Regions from separate parts of the Rattus norvegicus genome. Here region 1 is linked to region 2. Evidence: chromatin contacts called from public Hi-C data. All regions are on one chromosome and are shown on one strand. The core of a region is the stretch at or near the end of the contact, and the rest is flanking DNA. Distances in the headings are between cores, read along the strand shown.

Region 1 (4,586 bases), core at 1,827-4,326, 51 kb before region 2:
CTGGTGTTGGTTTCTGCAGGTGAGCACGAGTTACTGGCCTGATTTAGTCTTCCAGTGTGAGAATATTCCTCTGGAAGGCAAGAGAGGCAGCAACCTCCTTGGGACACTAAGAGTGCATCTGTTGATATCCATGCTCTTGATACGATCCCCGGGTCCCTTCCTCAGGGCACATTTCATCTCTAATTGTAGACTAGGTGAAGCCTGGAGCTCTCCATCATGCCCCGGACTTCCCTTCCCCCATCACCTAAACTTGGAATCCAGGTGTTCACATCAAACCCTCTTGTCTCACGTGTTCCATTCCATGTTCACGAAGTCTGGGCAGGCTTTGCCCAAAAACGTCCCCACCCCCGCTGCCACCGTTTCTTCCGGAACAGTCCGTCTCCCTGACTCCAGTCTGTCCCCTCTCGGGTCTATCATATCTCTCTGCTGCCAGAGTGCTCTCCGAAGCACAAATCTGATTATGCACATTTCTCTTCTAGCATCCCCACTGTAGCCGTGTGGTCTGAAGACGAAGCCCAGTCCTAACGAGGCTCATGAGCCCATTCATGGTCTGACCCTTGCTTTCACAGCTCAAACTCATTTCCCAGCATGCTCCTTGGCCTGTCCGTACCCCACTGCTCTCCCTGCTCTGATCAGCCCGTGTTCTTCCAGGGCGTCCTGGACTTTATCTCTCTGCCAAGAATTCCAGCCTCGACATCTGCCTGCCTGGTGAACTCGGACTCCTCTGCGAAGATTGAGGTCAAGGACCAACATTTGTCTCCTTTGCATCCTCCCCGTCCTCCCCTCCAGTTTCCAGACAGGCTTCCCATTACACATCTTATATTTCTCTGTAATCTGTCTGCCTTCCCCGATAGACCATAATCCCTATTTATGTATCATCGTGCCTAACCAGTATTTGATTTGGAGGGATTCAGTACATGTGCTGAGTGATTAAATGCTTGCACAAATGGTCGGGGAAGTCGCATGCCGGGTTGTAATCTCCCCTTGTCTTTGCCGAATCCTGTGGCGATGAGGTGGGAGGCATGGACAAGGAGTGTGGCTCCGTTTGTCGTTGTGGGACCTTGGGCACACAAGTTTAAAAAGCCCAAGCTAATTCCTCAAAGGAGGGGCGTTGGCCTCTGCGCTGTATTATCACCTAGCTGGGGGGGGGGTGGCGTGTCCCTCCCCACACTGGGGAAAGTCAAAGCACTTTCTTCTTGTCCATCCGTCCTTCCGCCCTCTGCGCCTCACTTACAGCAGACTTTTCCTTTCAGTCTCAGGGCAATGAGAAGTCCATGGAGGCTTTTAAGTGAGGAAGTGACATGATTTGATTTCCATTTTCTAAAGATTGCTCTGTCTGCTGTGTGGCAAATGCAGTGTAGGGGGACAAGAGTAGAAGCAGGGAGGGGCAGAAGGAGGTGGCACAGGCGGGGGTGGGGTGGGGAGAGACAGAGAGATAGAGAGGAGAGAGACACAGATCAGAGAGAGACAGCAAGAGACAGAGAGACACACAGAGAGAGACAGAGAGACACAGAGAGAGACAGGGACAGAGAGAGCAAGAGAGAGACACAGAGACAGAGAGACACACAGGGACAGAGAGACAGAGGCAGAGACAGAGACAGCAAGAGACAGAGAGATACAGAAAGAGACAGAGACAGAGAGAGCAAGAGACAGAGAGACACAGAGTCAGGGACACATACACACAGAGCAAGAGAAAGAGAGACACAGAAACAGGAAGACAGAGAGACACACAGAGACAGAGAGAGACAGAGAGAAAGACAAGAGAGAGAGAAAAAGGGAGGGAGACACACAGAAAGAGACAAAGAGAGAGAAAGACAGATGAGAGAGTCCCTTTCCAGCTCTCTGGTATAGAGGTCTTGACAGAGAGAGACACAGAGAGAGACACAGAGAGAGACAGAGAGAGACAGAGAGAGAGACAGAGACAGAGACAGAGAGATTGGAGAGATGGAGGAAAGTAGACACAGGTTTTAGAGGGGGAGGTGATGATGTGACTGGTAAATGAGGACTCAGCACAGAAGGCTCCAGAAGTGTACACAGAAGGTTCCAGAAGCATATACAGAAGAAGTTAAGGGCTGGTTGAGAAGAGCCCCAGAGAAACTGTGTTTGCATAGCAAGGCACACAGTTCTCATGTAGACCACTAACTCAATGTAGTGGCGGAGATGAACAGGTTCTTAGGGAGAGGGAGGGGAGGGACACAATTCTGTATCTTTGAGCCAATCCTTTTGTTTTGTTTTGTTTTTCTGAGGCAGGGTTTCTCTGGGTAGCCCTGGCTGTCCTGGAACTCAATCTGTAGATGAGGCTGGCCTTGCACTCACAGGATCTGCTTGCCTCTGCCTCCCAAGTGCTGGGATGAAAGGTTTCACCACATCTGGCTCTGAGTCTTAAAGTCACCACTGGATGCAAGCCTTGCATGGAAAGTCTAAAGAAATCCAAACAAAGGAGACCTCTTCAGTGGGATCTTAGCCTAAAAGTCACCTCGGGCAGGCCAGCTTGCACACAGTGGCTGTAGGGAGGACAGATATTGGTCCTCACCCACTACCACTCTTGATGATGCCTTTCGTTATTAACACTTTTCAAAGCTTTGGTACAGTTTTTGATGCAACACTTTCTAGAGCCTTGCTCTGAAGTCCCTTCCCAGCTCTCTGGTACAGAAGTCTTGACAGGTTTTGATGGAGAGAGAAGAGCCAGTTGAGCATAGGAGATGGTATTTGTGTGGAAGGAGGGGGAGGACCTATGTCTGGAAGAGAGCTCAGAGCACGAAGGTGGTAAGTGGCCACCCCTACCCTGACTGCTGCCCGTGCCCCAGCTCCCCCAGCTGCTGAGGAGGGAGGCTGGGGAGGAAGGAGGCCCAGTGATTAAGAGCTCCGGTTGTCAGGGATAGGGGCCAGGGGGCACGCCCCCTGGGTGACATTTTCTCGCATTGTGTCCTGTGAACAAAAACGAGTCTTATTTGAGGAGCTGGAGTGGGGAGGGGCAGGGGGCGCCGAAGCAGCCGAGTGGAATCGTGGCTCCAGGGAATAGCCATTACTCATCAAAGGCCGGGGCAGCCCGCGTCTTTGTGTGCCCTCCACAACCCGCCCGTGCCTGGCCACAGGCCCCGGCTGTGATGTTCAGGGCTGCGGGCGGAGCTGGGATCGTGTGTGGGCAGAGCCGGCGTTGGCAGCCTGGACCCGGCGGGCTTCCTGGAGGAAGGGGTGTGGAACAAGGCAGCGGGGAGCTCAGCACCGGCAGGTGAAGCGCTAGGGGCTGAGGGGGAAAAAAAGGACGGGGCACAGGAGATCAGGGGCGAGGTAGGGAAGGGGTAGAACCTCAAAGGTGTTAATGCAGCCCCCGGATGGAGTGTCCTGGAGGAGATGGGGGAAGGGGCCGCTTCCTGCTACACTAGCTATTTTGGGGCCTGAATCAAATCAAATCCGCCGCAGCCCCCAGAGCCCCCAGCAGCTGCGCAGAACAGCTGTCCGGCCACCGAGGGCGAGGGGCGGCTGGAATGGCGCTTCCTGCCCCCCACCCATCTCTCCACTGCCCAAGGGTGTGGGCTGCAAGAGAACCTCTAAGAGGGCAGGAGAGCGCTTTGGGTTCCAGGCAGAAACCTGGGTCTCCCTCACCCTGTGTTGTGCTACGGTTACAGCTGAGATTGGCCTCTCTGTGCTCTTTTCTGCACATTCCCTCTTCGGTAAGCCCCTTTCCAGGTCAAGCCATGCCTGCCAGAGCAACGCCCCCAACCCTCCCCCATGCCCCCATCTCCAGTCCCTTGGAAGCCTTCTGGTCCTCTCTTGATGAGACGGGCTTTTTCTCTGAGCCCTAATTCTCAATAACGGCCCTCTGGCTCTCGATTTTGCCTCTGCCTGGGTTTTTTGGGCATCTGTTTGGCGAGACAGGTCAGCCCTGGCATGTGCTTTCAGGATTTAGCTATGCTCGGTAGAGACCTCTCGTGCCAACTGGAATCCCAGGCATTGGTTTGCCAGAGAGTGGGGAGAGCCCCACTTTCTCCTTAGTCCACCCTGGCCTAAGGCCAGCCAGTGGCCACTGGTGTGAGCAAGGCTAACCGTGGCCTGGGGCAGGCCTGTCCCTCAGGTCACAAGTCCATGACGAGTCCCCCTCGTGCCGTTTTGTGCAGAAAGACCCCATTGTCCTGGGGGCATAGCTGAGGGGTGAGTTCAGAGGCCAGAAGACCACTGGCTTGGTCATAGTTTTCTGACCACAGCAGGGCTGTGGCCCAGGGAAACACCCACTGTAGGGGTGGTTGTACAAAGCACACAGAGCTAAAAGCCCCGACAGGGGCCCCAGCACTGTCCCCCCACCCCCAGCCCTGGAGATGGCCCTTCCTCTCCTTCCACATTCCTGCTGGCAGATACTTTTCTTCCCTTACCCTACTGGAGGTCAATCTTCCCACCATGGCTGGGAGGACTCCAGTGCAGTCACTTGAAGGGGAAGCTGGGGGTGTGACACCTGTCCCTAGGGGCCCCCCCGGGAAGTCCCTGCAATCCCACTGACACTGGGGCTGGAGCCCAGCATGCTTTGATCTCCTGTGTAGCACATGTATGGTCAAAGCTGCCAAGACAAGGAGATGTGCCAAGCAGATCTT
Region 2 (4,397 bases), core at 1,400-3,899:
CATGAATATCTGATCTTTCCCATGGTCTTAGGTGACCCCTGTGAGAAGGTTTTTTTTTAACTCCCCCAAAGGGCCATATGCACAGGTTGAGAACTGCTGATCAATACTGTCAGCTACACCGTTAGTCTGTTAATACTGTTAGTCTACTGTTGAATCCCCAATAGCAGTATGTGTGGCCTGTAGCAGGGGCTCCCAAACTCACGCCGAGTGCACAAGAGAAGCTGAGTCGCTTTGCGATGAACACCGCCTTCTTCTCTTTGATCCTTGCTACCTTCCTTTAAAGCCCCATCTTATAGATATGAAAACAAAGGCCAGGAAAGATGGTCGTGGCCTCCCTAAGGTGATAAGGAAGAGGCAATGGGGCAGGGGACGAGCATTCGCACTCAGGCCTGCCTCCCCATAATGCAACACTCCTTCTTCTGCACCCTTTGCAGCCACACTCCCCGCCAGCACCCGGCAATGCATCTCAGGCCCGCGCTCAGCTTAATCATAGAAATCCTGCTAATAATAGTAGCAATCGCTGTTTGTAATTGTTGGGGTAAGGCTTAAATGATCAAGACCATGGAAATTATTAATAACCCAGGCCCAGCCATGGTGGTGTGGGTCATTTAAATTGTGTTGAGATGGATAACCTTGGCAATAATAGTAACTGGGATCATAAATTAATAACGGGAGTATTTAAATTAATGCCACACTGTCCGTAGTCTGGTAGTAAGCAGCTCAATGCTTCTGGAAGTACTAATGCTTCTCCTTCCTGCCTCTCATGAATTCAGCAGAGAGTAAGGCAGATCTGTAAAAGCTTTGGGGGAGGGGACATCTTAGAAGTAATCTCCATCCAGGAGGAAGGACTCCCCAGGGACTTCCGAGGTCCTGCTTGCTGCTTAGACTCTTACATCCAGCCATGGTGGCTCATGAACGTGAATTCTCAAAGCCACAGTGATGTCTACCCATCCTTCCTGGGGGCTGTCTGCTGGACTTTATTGGTTACATATGATAGGTCTTTTTTTTTTTTCTTTCTGCAGCAAATGGATTAAGTTTAAGTGACCTAGGAAATCACCTACTTGTGAGCAGGCCTTCTTAATCAATACTCTTGGTCTGTCCCTTGTTTCTATTACTCGGGACTGTAGTTTTGAAGAGGACACAGGAGTCCAGACATAGCTAATATCTGGTGCTGGGATAGACATCCCCACACTGTTCTGTACCAGGGCCTTGGCTCTCTGAGGACCAGAAAAGGGCGGGGCGATGTGATGTTTCTCCTGAAAGACTGACTGCACCTTCCCAGGTATAAGGGTGCCAGGTTTTGATGGGCCAGGTTTTTAGAACATGACCAGTGTGGTCCTCAGAAGGCCTACACACAGCTCATGGATGAGTCTGTCAACGTTGAGTCCCCTGTGAATCCCCTCCACAGAGCATGACTGAACACTTGGGTGGTCAGAGAAGACACTGCTGTCTCTGCCTGTGGGAAGCTCCGAAGCTCGTGTGATCATGTTTGTGTGTGGCTTGTATACTCATGAGTGTGTACATTCGAGGGCTAAATACAGGTATGGGCTTGCGTGAACATCACTGTGCACCGTGCACATGTGAATGTGTAGGGGTGTGTATGTGAATGTCATCATGTGTGCGTTGATGTATGTCTTAGGAACCCTTGTAGGATAAGTGGGTTTATATGAGCGCCTGAGGATGGTACGAGCAGATGTCAGTACATGAGCACAGGCGTGCTTGAGAGTGTGTTTGTGTATTCCTGGGTTGTATGTGCACACCTGGGAGTCCTTCAAGCTCAGGAAAGGCTGGAGATGTAGCCCCATGATACGATGCTTGCTTGGCATTTGTAAGGTCCTAGGTTCTATCCTCTGTGTGTGTGTGTGTGTGTGTGTGTGTGTGTGTGTGTGTGTGTAGAGAGAGAGAGACAGAGACAGAGGTAGAGACAGAGAGACAGAGACAGAGAGACAGAGACAGAGAGAGAGACCAAGAGACAGAGACAGAGAGAGAGACAGAGAGAGAGAGACCAAGAGACAGAGACAGAGAGACAGAGGCAGAGACAGAGAGAGAGACCAAGAGACAGAGACAGGGAGAGACAGAGAGAGACAGAGAGTCAGGGACAGAAAGACAGAGACAGGGATCTCAAATAGTGATATTGGGATAGATTTCACTTTGAATGCCCCAAGGAACATATCCCTCCACAAGTGGGAAGGAGCAGCCGAGAGAAGATGGAATAAAGTGTATACCCAACCGTAAAAGGAAGGCAGCCTCATTTTCGGAATAAGGGCTAGGTAGGGAACTAGGAATCAACCGAGAGGCTGAAGAAGGCGTTTAAGAGAGTGAACCCCGAGGCAGGCCTCATCAGTAGGAGAGCAGTGGCCCCCTGCTGGATCCGCAGCATCCGGGACTGATGCTCGGCATAACCAGCGGTGCACTGGGTATGTGGGACAGCCCACAGAGAAGCCGCAGCGGGGCACACGGGTGCGGCTCCTCGCACGCCTCACTTGGCTGCTCCGGACTCCACACCCCAGGCAGCCGGGCGGGCGCGGTTCCGGACGGTTGGGGGGGGGGGTAGTTGGGCGGGCTGGGCGGGGAGGAGGCGGGGCTGCTGCATTGCCTTCACCCAGCTGCTCCCGCCCGCCCGCAGCCAGAGCGAGTGGAGCCTCCGCCAGCTCCGGCGGGCAGCAGGCGCTGGAGCGCAGCGCAGTTCAGCTCAGCGCAGCACCATCGGTCTGCGGAGCGGACTGAGCTAGAAGCGGAGCGCTGACGCCGGAGGCGTGCAATGAGGAGGGCAGGTGCTGCCTGCAGCGCCATGGACCGGCTGCGCCTGCTGCTGCTGCTGATTCTAGGGGTAAGTGGTTAGCAGGAGGGACTCCTGTTGACCTTTTCAAAGAGCTGAACCCCAAGGAGACCTGGGTGCCACCACCCAGAGAACAGAATAGGACGTCAAGGTCCCAGATGTTGGGAACGGGTGGCGGAGGAGCTGCGGGGCGGTGACTCACAGGGGCGCTCCTAGCTTCTAGGACTTTCAGAGCGAGCGCAGAGGCGACCCAGTCCCAGGATAGAGATGCAGGCAGGAGTGTTGTAACGATGCTGGTTCTTGGTGCTGCTGGTACCGCTGGTGGTGGTCCTTGGGCACTACGGTGGGTGCGGTGTAGGGGACTGGGAGCAGTTTCTCAGGGGCGGGGGTTGGAGGGAGGTTTGGAAATCTCAGGCGCCTGGGTTCTTCTGACGACAGCATGTGAATTCTGGGATCCCGCGGGGAGTTTTCTCTTTAGCATCTTAGTCCCTGGGGAGTTGTAGGACAGAATCCGGCGCGAGAGAAGGAAGGGGAAGAGATCAGCGCTAGAGATGTGAGGGGCTAGAGACGGAACAATGGGGGAGGCGGCTAGAGGGACTGGAGGCGGAGGGGACCCGGTATGGACAATGGGGACCGGCCAGACAATGGGGGGGAGGGGCGTCGAAAGGAACGATTCGGGAGTGGCAGAGAGGTTGAAGAGAGAGAAGTAGAATTTATGGAGGGCAGAAAAGAGACAGCCACTAAAGAGATAGAGAGGTGGAAAGCCGGTGCAGACCCTGAAGTGCTCAGGGCCCCGCCTGTCTACTCAAGGTCGGTGCGATGAGGACAGCCGAGTCACAGAGGTTTCCCGCGTGGGTTCTAGCACTCTTTCTAGCGGCCTCGCCCAGTCCGGGAATTGCGTCTGGGCATCCCAGGCTGGGAGGGGAGCGCCCACTTCACTGTGACAAATCCGCTTCCAGGATGGTTCCTTGGCAAACCTTTCATACGCTTTGAAGCAACGCAGTGGACTTGGAGAGACAGAGCCAGGACATCCCCTTACCCTATCAGATGCCAGCGGGCTCTTGGGATGCGAGCGCTAGGACTCTCAAGGCGGTGATGGTTCCGGCAGCGCATAGCTCGGGGATGCAAAAACCCCAGGCGACCCGCAGGGGGCACTGCGGGTGAGGGATTGCTATGGGAGCTGCGTGTGCGCCTAGGGCTGCGCACTGCACCCCTTCTAAGTTAAGCGGCCACCCGCCCTGCGCCCTCCGCGCTCCTTCCGGTAAGGAACTTAACAGGATCATCATCCCGCCCACACCTGGCCAGGCTTTCGGTAAAAGTCAATGAACCCTTCTCAAATGAGACAGGGGCCGCTTGGATACCTGGCATTCTGTCGGATTGCTGTTCCAGCTAAGGTCATCGGGTCCTCCTTCTATGAACCCGAGTTCTCTAGGTATTTCTGACCAGATCTTAAGGAAGGTTAGCAATGAAAGTGGCGTCCTTACTCTTCCCTCCACCGTTTCCTTCCTGCGAGCACTGCCGCCCCCCCCCCCCCCCAATCTCCATCCTACTGATAAGGAGGCAGGGACTTCGGAGTTTAAACAAGTTGGTTAAGATCTCACAAGCCAGAGCCCTGTGG

Evidence for each region. A called contact is a pair of places that touch in the nucleus more often than the background predicts.
Region 1: a contact with region 2 is called in a Hi-C map of Schwann cells, with 3 times the contacts expected there. The contact joins the enhancer-like site here to the promoter of Ngfr in region 2. A contact is called at or near these places in 8 of 12 Hi-C or Micro-C datasets (the Rat2 cell line, Schwann cells, frontal cortex and 4 more).

What each region holds. Positions count from the first base shown.
Region 1 is chr10:81,079,856-81,084,441 of GRCr8, reverse strand. No RefSeq gene overlaps it. Among named protein-coding and RNA genes, the nearest start is that of Phb1, 20 kb to the left of the region's middle. Within about 2 kb of position 3,076, at least 3 of the 93 cell types and tissues checked have an H3K27ac peak or open chromatin away from gene starts, as enhancers often do. A contact at or near this core is called in Schwann cells, where this site is marked.
Region 2 is chr10:81,028,557-81,032,953 of GRCr8, reverse strand. Ngfr (nerve growth factor receptor) reads left to right here and starts at 2,649. Exons shown (of 6, transcript NM_012610.2): 1 at 2,649-2,830. The coding sequence starts at 2,762.